2 separate regions of the Zea mays genome follow, and region 1 is linked to region 2. A link is a contact called in public Hi-C data. All regions are on one chromosome and are shown on one strand. Each heading gives the region's core, a stretch centred on a gene start, on an enhancer-like site or on the middle of the called end of the contact. The rest is flanking DNA. Distances are from core to core; before and after follow the strand shown.

Region 1 (4,960 bases), core at 2,395-4,894, 200 kb before region 2:
GGAATCCCAGCAGTGAGAACCAGGTCGTGGTGATCACTTCACGATGCAGATCTTGATGACGGAGGCGACGCCAATACGATGAAGAGCCACGATGGCATCACCAGGCTTGCAGAGCTGCTTCTGCACGGCCGACTTCAACGCGGCCTCAAGGATCACCTCCGTCGACTCTGAATCCGTAGCCTTCGCGGAGCCCTCGGCGAGGAGGGGAATGAGGCCTCTGTAGATCAGGCTGTGCCTAGCTGGGCCCTCGGAGCTGATGGTCCAGTCGAAAGAGTCGGTCGTAAGCACGGGTACGACAACGGAGAGGATGGGGACCCTGGGGCGGTACTTGGCGACCAGTTTGGCCGTGGTGCCACCGCGAGTCAGGACGACAATCAGTGCAGCCTTGGCCTTGTTGGCAGTCCTCACAGCAGATGATGCAAGGGACTCCAGAGGGCTCATTGGAAGAGGCGCGGACCTGATCATGGCCTTGAAAACTGCCTCGTGGTCCAGGGAAGATTCTGCCTCGATGCAAATACGAGCCATGATCTTCACAGCCACCTCGGGGTAGGCTCCAGCGGCACTCTCTCCGCTGAGCATGACACAGTCAGTTCCATCAAGAACGGCATTTGCAACGTCAGTGGCCTCAGCACGTGTCGGCCGAGGAGATTTGATCATCGACTCGAGCATCTGGGTAGCAGTAACAACAGGTTTGCCAGCAATGTTGCACTTGTAGATCATCATCTTCTGCGCAAGGAAAATCTTCTCGACTGGAATCTCCATTCCCAGATCACCTCTAGCAACCATAAAAGCATCAGTCTCCCTCAAGATCTCATCAAAGTTTACAACACCCTCTTGGTTCTCAACCTGCATAGCAGAACCATATCATTAAGGAAATCAGATCCATGTGAAGTTAACAGAATTCGGTTAGGAGTAAAACAGCCTACCAGGTGGAAATGTAGCGTCAAGTTAACAGAATTGCATTTCGCTAACCAACTGTAAAGTAAAAAATTCTTGTGAAGTTGCAGCCTGGGCAAGCAGTATATCCTAGTTGGTAAAAGGGTACTCAACATACTACTTTCATATGTTACATGATAAATAACATAGCATGTGGTTATCATGTGTTCACAGCAAAAATTAAGATGGGAAGGTTTCATTCGAGAGATGCAAACAAAAAATGGAGTCGTGCCAAATTATGGACAGAAATATAGCTGATATAACCCTTTAAAGGTCGACAGTGATAGTATATACGAACCTTTGACATCAACTTAATGCGCTTGGCATGCTGCCCAAGAACCTGTCTGACAGTCACCAAATCTGATCCTTTACGGACAAAGGATAGAGCAATCATGTCAATGTCATTTGGAACACCCCAGCCCAAAATATCTTCTTTATCTTTCTCAGTCAATGTAGGAAGATCCACAACAATTCCTGGCAAATTGCAGTTCTTTCTCTCACCAAGCATTGCAGTGTTCTCACACCTACAACGCACAGTTCCAGCATCAGGATCGCAAGACAGAACGGCCAGAGAGATAGTACCATCTGCGCAGAGTATGACATTTCCAGGCTTCACGTCAACAGGCAGTTTCTTGTAACTCATAGCGATCATTTTTTCGTCACCCTTGATATCATAATCAGTGGTAACAGTGATCTCTTGACCCTTGGTTAGCTTAATTGGTTTACCATCCTTCAAAAACCCTGTACGAATCTCAGGACCCTGCAGAAACAAAAGACTGACTAAGAACACTTCATGCAACAACCTTAAATGTCCTACAAAGAAGAACACAGTCAGAATTTTTTGCTACATAATATCATGGAGGGCACATAACAACATAAGCAGCAAAGAGCAGGTATAGTATATATGTACTCGATTTTAGTGATGAAGCCAAATCAACAAATATGACCATGGGACCCATAACTGAAACATAAGAAAAATGAAGAGGAAGCAACTTAGTGGCAACTGAAAAAAAATTAAGGAATAAATACCCTTAGAAGTTCCATTGTATATCAGTTTTTTTGTGTCAAGAAAATGAAACACCAATTGAAAATTGACCGACCCATTAGATACAATACAATAATCTCTGACCCATACCATTAAACTTAGAACCATAACCAGAAGTAGAGAAAGTAACCTGAACAAAACATAACAAACTTGGAACTAACTTCAACCATTCACACGGAGATTTTTTCACATGAATGGCAACAAGGCAAACACTATTCTGTCGAACTGTCACAAATCAATATCCCACTTCGTAAGAAAGCAACTAATGTAATCACAGGTGCTGAACATATATGTAGCATTCATTTTGATCAAGATGAATGTCTAAATACTCCTTCAGAAACCATTGAGCTCAAAACGCCGATGTCCATGAAAAATATTTTGGCTTACAATTTGCCAATCTTCAAGTCTAGTGAAGGAATTGACTTCTTAAACCCAAACTCCCACATCAGGTAAAGTAGGAGTGCTCAACATCCACCAACTGTTCAGTACACTCTGGGTCTGGGTAGATAAAGTTAGACATACAACCGAAAGTGCTATTGTACAAGGTAAAAGGATTGAACATACTGACAAAATCTGAAACTAACTTTAACCAACATGTAGTGCTGTTTCCTTTTTTACAAACACAAATAACCAACAGCATCTTAAATAAAGTAGCAGCAACTGTCAAGAAATCAAGACCTTGGAAGCTCGATGCAGATGAACTCTACACCAAGCAGTCAAACCATTTATTTAAGTCCAAAAACATTCCAGAGTTGCAGTAACTTGAACAATAAGCAGTCAGAATCTGAAAGTAACTTCAACCAACAAGACGTATATGGCATGCGGATCATTCAAGACACACACCCTTGGCAACTGCCAAAAGTCAGCGCATGTTGCCTACGGAAAGCTACTTGCCGTGGGAGAAGTTTGTTTCGTACTATTACACGCGTTATTAATGGTATAATGTATGTCGTTATACATGTAGCATGCACTAATTAAGTTGAGATCTAAACCTTGTGCTACCGAAAACCCATTGAGATCAAAATACCAAGTTCCATGAGTGGGAATCATATTGAGATGAGATTAAAAAAAAAATTCTAGCTCGTCCGAGTCCGACTGAACAGATCACTAGATCCCTCCGGCGGCAAAGAGAAAAAGAAACCCCGGCAGGCGCCAGGCCCGATCCAACCAATTGGTAAGCGGGTAGCCAACTCACACATGCAGCTAAAGCATGCAACGGCAGCAAATCCATGACACAGACAGAAGGCAGCACGCAGCAGGGAAGGTGGGGAAGAGACCTTGGTGTCGAGCATGACGGCGCAGAGGATGCCGGTGTTGTGCATGGCCTGGCGGAGGCTGTCGAGCGTCTCCTGGTGGTACTGGTGGGTGCCGTGGGAGAAGTTGAAGCGCGCGACGTTCATGCCGGCGCGGAGCAGCTTCTCGAGCATGGGCACGGAGCGGGAGGCCGGGCCAAGCGTGCAGACGAGCTTGGTCTTGGGCAGCCGCGCGTCGCCGGCGCCGCGGTCCAGGTCCGCCAGGATCTTCGCCATGTCGATGTTCGCCATCGCGCGGCGCTCCGGATCTCGCCTCTGTCTGCTCCGCGGTCCGGGGCACGGGGAATGGGGGAGGGAGAGGTGTCGGCGTCGGCGTCGGCGTCGAGCGGCGGAGAGCAGCGAGATGGGATTCGAGATTTGGTGGCGAAGTTTCCCTTTATAGAAAGGAGAAGGGGGGTGGGAGTGGGGAATTGCGATTCCGTGGGCGTCTCTGGGCTGGGCGAGGACGACGAGCGGAGACCGGCCGGAGATGGAAGGCGCATGCACCAGGCAGGGGTCAGTCGCTGGACACGTGGTGCCCACTGAATTTGGGATAGTACCTTGGAGTGGGAGCGAGAGCGATGGTCGCAGGAAAGAGCATGGCGGGCCTACCCGTCAGTGACCCCTGCGTCCACCTGACTGTTAGGGCATGTACAGTGGTGTTTAATGTGGAGTCTCTTAAGATGTTTAAGGGGGTTATTTGCAAAAAACATCTTAGAGCCGTCTCTCCGTGAAGAGACGCCTCTGGCTCGTAAACCAAGTAGCAACAGACGCCTCACTTCCCACTGTACGAATTTGTCGTCTGTTCTATCGATCTGATGCTATACAAATACATTTAATTCTGTATTTATTAATAGACTACGTTTATAGACACTCCATTGTACAATAGAGTCTCTTAGTTGTCTCCTGTGCTTGGAGAACCGTTTTGGTGTCTCTCCACTGTACATGCCCTTATGCCGATGTGTCGTTGTTAGTCAGGCCTGTCTGAGGTTTCCCTGCACTGCAACGGTGAAAGGGTCTTCTTTTGCGACGGCAATTGAGAAAGAATAATAATTATAATATCTAAATTAGATCTGAAATTAGTGCTGTTGAAGTGGTGGGATTTGCCCGCCTTTTCGAATTTCGATGCGAGCGCGGGTGATGGTGGGGTGGATGATTCCTGGGCATTTGCCAAAACCAGCGTCGATCGTCAGAAACCAGGCCCTCCGTTTTGGATGCTTTCGGTTCGTGTTCCTCGACAGCGTTCGTTGTCGGCGGCTCTGCGTCTGCCCGTTTCTTTCGTCACGGTCGTTTTCATCTCTCGTTTTTCCCTGGCATTCTCCCATTCCACAACAAAAGGCACACTAATCTTCTGAACGTTTCCTGTTGCTGTTAGCAACGGTTCTAATTATTTGAGCCTCAACGGCTGGACCAGACCATTTCTCGTCAAAATATTTATACGCTCGTCACATCGAGAATGTGGACAGATGGAGCTACGAAAATATACGTTCTCTCCGTGCTAAAATAAATTTTAAATTTTGCATATAAATATTCAATCTTCTCCGTCTTAATATGAATTTTCTCTTCTCTCAATATATAACATTTCTTAGGTAGTGTTTGGTTGAAGAGCCAAGTAGAACGGAGCCGTTCAGTCCTAGTTTTGTTGCTGTTTGGTTACAAAGTAACTAGAATGGAATGGCTCCAATTA
Region 2 (4,879 bases), core at 1,996-4,495:
GATACAGAACTGTGCGTCGAATATGGTCAACAACAGAGAAAGGGAGAAGGTATGCGCCTATCATATGTAAGCAGCTAGGGCTCTGTGTTTATTAGCTAATCTATTTCTATGTTTGGTACTAATCGCTCCTGTGGTCTGCTGCAGATTTTTGTAGCCAGCCAGGAGAAATTCCATGCCAACGCAGACAAGCAGTACTGGAAATCGATCTCGGATCTCATCCCGCATGAAATAGCCACCATTGAGAAGCGGGGAAAGAAAGACAAGGACAAGAAGCCATCCGTCACAGTTATTCAGGGCCCCAAGCCTGGCAAGCCCACCGACCTCTCCCGGATGCGCCATATCTTAGTGAAGCTGAAGCACGCTCCACCGCCACATATGTTGCAACCTCCACCAGCACCTGCTGCTAAAGAGGGCGCAAAGGATGGCTCCAAAGAAGGTGGAAAGGATGGTGGTGCCAAAGACGGCGCGGCAGCCCCAGCAAACGACGCCAAGCAGCCTGCAGAGAGCCAAGAAACCAGCACCGCCAATGGCCCCTCGGAGGCCGAGAAAGAGCAGCCTGCGGCGTCGGAGTGACCGGAAAGGAAAGCGTAGCATTACAGAAACACAAGAGGCTTGACTGTCAGTAGATGGAAACGTGTTTTTGTTTCTGATGATTTCGCAGACCCGTTTATCCCGTACTGATCTTTTGCAGAGATCTGCATCAGGATGTCTTCGTATGAGCACAGAACATTCATAATTTAGTATCACCACAGTAGTCGTATCTTTGCTGTTTTCACCCCTGTCCAGTTGTGTCGTCACTGAGATGCCTGTGATCTCATACAAGTTGAGGTCTGAAACTGTTACGATGATATGGTACTGCCCTAATAATAATCTGAAGCTGTGCAACAAACAGCAATCTTGCATTGCTCTGGGTCTGGCATGGATTCACTAATCTATATGTACAAGATCTAGCTGCCGCATTTGCAGGAGGAAAACACACTTGGCACTACATCATATAGTCGCCGCCGGTTGACAAAACGCAAGGAAGGAATTAGTCAAAATTACATGGCGGTTGCTTCACCTGGGGCTCATCTCGGTCACCGTGGGTGGCACCACCGTGCTGAACATGTTGGAGTCCTCCTGGGACGCCAGGTTCTTGAACCTGGAGTCGGTGGAAGTGGTGGCCTTGGACAAGGGGCTCCGCCTGCTGTACTCCTGGAGGTACCCCGGCGCCGTCAGCTCGCTCTCGTTGATCCGGACGGGCTTGGACAGCATGGTGACGACCTGGGGCATCGTCGGCCGGCGCGCGGCGGCCGCCTGTAGGCAGAAGAGGGCCACCATGATGTACCTGATGGCTTCTTCGTCAGGGCAGTCTACAAGGGCTGGATCCACCAGTTCCTTGAGCCTCTTCGCTTCGTACAGCTCCCATGCCTTCTCTAGGAGAATCTTGTCATCCATGAGTATGCTCCTGGAGCTACTAGTGCCGCTCACTATCTCCAGGACAAGGACACCAAAGCTGTAGATGTCCGCTTTCTTGGTGAGCTGGCCATGCCAGGCGTACTCAGGCGCAAGGTAGCCTCTGCGAGGAACATACGGTAAAAGGCAAGCGGCAGAAGTGCAAAAAAAAAAAAAAAAAAAAAAAAAAAACTAGGCCGTCGGCGTCGGTACTCACGTTGTTCCCGCGACGCGGGTGCTGATGTGGGTGACATTGTCAGGAAACAGCTTGGCCAGACCGAAATCCCCGATCTTGGGGACGTAGTTCCTGTCGAGAAGTATGTTGCTGGCCTTGATGTCTCTGTGCACGATCGGCGCCGCGATCTCCTCGTGCAGGTACGCAAGGCCCCGAGCGACTCCGAGGCATATAGCAGACCTGACGCTCCAGGTGAAGTCGGCAGGCTCACTGTTAGAAGCTGCAGAACGCCGCAACTGATGGATCAGGTAGGTAGGTATGGGTATGGGTATGGGTTTGGGTAAACAGCTAGTGGTGGCTCGTACCCAGCAGCGCACGGTCAAGGCTGCTGTTCTTGAGGTACTCATACACCAGAATCCGGTTGCTTCCCTCGACGCAGCAGCCGATGAGTTCGACGAGGTTGGGGTGCTTGACGTTGCTGATGACGTCGATCTCCGTCAGGAACTCCCTGATGCCCTGCCTGGACTCGGCGGAGAGGACCTTCACCGCGACCTCTCGCCCGCTTCGGATGGTTCCCTGTGACGCCAACAAACAAGAGATGATCCATGTGACGCGCGGGCGTCAATATAATAGATATGATCGAGTTTGGCTGGCACCTTATAAACTGTCCCGAATCCGCCTCGTCCCACTTTGTTGGTGCGGTTGAAGTTGTCGGTAGCAGATCTTAACTCGGCATAGGAGAACAGCCTTATGTTCTTCTCGGAGTAGATGCCTGAAATAATGCAATATGCATATTGTAGCATGCAATTGCAAGTACAAAACTTGTAGGCAAATTAAATAATACATTTTTTTTTTTCCTTACCGCCGATGCTGTTGGAGTAAGGGTTCTCTTCTCTCTTGTTGGCCCTAGGAACACAACACCAATTCATATCCGCGCTCGTCGCTACGGTAGGCTCGCTCAACATGCAGCGGCGCAGAGGGATCTTCTTCTTTGAGGCAACTTTTAATCCTGGCTCCTGATGCATGCAGTAATTGTGAAAAAAGTAAAGGGGGCAGGCATATCAGGAACTGATGTGTGTGAGTGTCGCGGAAATCTGCTGCTGCAGTAACTGAAGTTGTGGTTGGACATGCTTTGCAGCCGGTCCAACTTAATACCCGATTGTAGAGGGTACGAACACAAACATCCCCAGCAGGAAGGCTGGAACAGATCTTAGGGCTGGGTTGGTTTGGTGGACAGAAAGAGAGAGAAGGGAAATATGGCGAGCAAGACGGGCTAGTACCTGAGAAGTGAAGGGAGCAGCTAGCTAGCAGTTCCTCCGGCGAGATCGGCGGCGATTAGAGCTAGGAAAGCGGATTTGGCTGGGGAGGGGGGAAGGGGAAGAGGAACGAGGTGGTTGGGGCTGCAATTATATGTAGATTTCTGTGGCGGACACCTTGGTGTTGCTCGTGCTCCGGCTCCCTCCACTGCTGGAGGTGTACGACGTTGGCACTTGGCAGAGCAGCTGAGCGCAATAAAGGCGATGCAAGGAGAAATCAGCCTAGCCGCCGGGAGGAGGAAGAAGGGTCGTGCGTGCGTTGGTGGTGTCAATATTGAAGCGAGTGTGATGTGACCTACCAGCGGAGGCGGAGCCGAGCGTGTTGGTGTTGGTTTGATACATACACACGCTCGTATTTAGTTCAAAAAAAAAAATACTAATGGTCAGGTAATGCAATCGCAACTGCGAGATTTTCTTATAGAAAACAAACTCCGTCCGTCCGCACGGCTAGTCGGCCAATAAAATATCGGAGGTTGGTGCTCATAGCGACGTACGTATATACAACTCCATCAATTAAGGAGTCTGTAACTGAAAAAGCAACGGACTTTTCATGAATATGCTGTATCTACGTATACTTTTTTTTTTTGTCTTTTAAATGTATTTTGGGCATGTACAACCAACCTAGAGACTCTAGACCGGTTTTATAAAGACACTGCATGATACAATCATGAGATCCTAAATCATAAACGCAGTCATCAATACTAAAGATATATAAAGAGTCGTGTAGAGGTAGACTCTTCGTGAAGAGCGCATCTCTTGTTTTTTTTTTCAATTAGCCCCCTATAGACCTTTCTAGAGGCACATCATTTAATTGGATATTTGTGTTATATATACCCTTATAATATGATTCAAAGGTTCGTACTTGGAAAACCAATCGATCAAAGCCTCTTAACTATATGTGCCCTAACGTTCACTAGTAGAGTAATGGACATATGATAATCCCAAACAAGCCTGCCCTTAATCCATTAATAGCACAACAATCCCCGACAGCTTATGGCAAAAGAAAAAACATGCGTTCTACTGTTCTTTATAAAAAGGAGGTGTCACGGTCAACAAGTCTAGAATACCGACACCGTTTTCCTCGACCACAAAAAAAACAATGAAAGCATCCCTCCATACTTATTGTTAATATAATAATCAGAGGCCAGCCTGAGAGTTGTACGTGTGGTTTTTGAAGTTTGGTTAGTTGAGCGAGAATAGTGATTGTGATGACCACAAAAAGGGTAGTTAAATATATTTTCTTTATACAATGAATTAATAACATTTACGATATCAAATGTATACCATTAGATTCTCTATTAAGTATATTTTTCATACTATATCTATTCTATGTCATAAATCTTTATGATTCTCGCCATACTTTCGATCACACTTTAAAAACTGACTCTCCAAAAATTTTAGAATGATTTGTATTTTAGGACGGAGTGAGTACAAAGGTTAAGAAAGTATAGCTAGACTATTTCTTTTGTTGGTTAAGATACAATAGAGTGCACCATCAAGTAATCAAACAAACTATCCTTGAATAGAAAAGAAAAAAGATAGATATATACGTAGTAAAGAAAGGAGAGAATGTCGTTGCGTTGCCGGCGGCCGCTTTGATTGCCATTTTTATATTGTTCGGACTAATGATGCGAGTAGCGTATTATTATATAATAATCCCAAGTCAAAGCACACGCCAGGCAGCCGGCGGACTAATCTGGATTAGTAATAGTAAGCCATGACGCGCGTGCACAAAAGGACCCCTTCTCTTCTGTCTTCTTGCTTGCATGCAATGCAGCAAGTGACTCCTGTTGCAGCCAGCCCATCAGCAACGATTCCGTCCAAGTTTTGAAGCGATAAAAAAAAAAAACCCCGCTACTTTTGGCATTCAATGCGGTCTTGTTCTCACTTGGGATGATATGAAGAAAAGTTGTAAGGTCGATCTACCAACCAACCAGAGCGTCTTGGGGGCTGC

The links. A called contact is a pair of places that touch in the nucleus more often than the background predicts.
Region 1: a Hi-C map of leaf shows a contact between it and region 2, with 5 times the contacts expected there. The contact joins the promoter of LOC100283452 here to the promoter of LOCLOC100284690 in region 2. A contact is called at or near these places in 3 of 25 Hi-C or Micro-C datasets (leaf and root tip).

What each region holds. Positions count from the first base shown.
Region 1 is chr2:1,892,836-1,897,795 of Zm-B73-REFERENCE-NAM-5.0, reverse strand. It overlaps LOC100283452 (pyruvate kinase, cytosolic isozyme), which reads right to left and starts at 3,644. Exons shown (of 3, transcript NM_001156353.1): 1 at 3,259-3,644; 2 at 1,235-1,696; 3 at 1-846. The coding sequence starts at 3,525. The coding sequence ends at 34.
Region 2 is chr2:1,688,641-1,693,519 of Zm-B73-REFERENCE-NAM-5.0, reverse strand. LOCLOC100284690 reads right to left here and starts at 3,245. Exons shown (of 6, transcript NM_001157585.2): 1 at 2,890-3,245; 2 at 2,472-2,625; 3 at 2,266-2,381; 4 at 1,975-2,185; 5 at 1,652-1,889; 6 at 1,004-1,558. The coding sequence starts at 2,574. The coding sequence ends at 1,057. It overlaps LOC113475843, which reads left to right. Exons shown (of 3, transcript NM_001366859.1): 2 at 1-49; 3 at 145-889. The coding sequence ends at 573.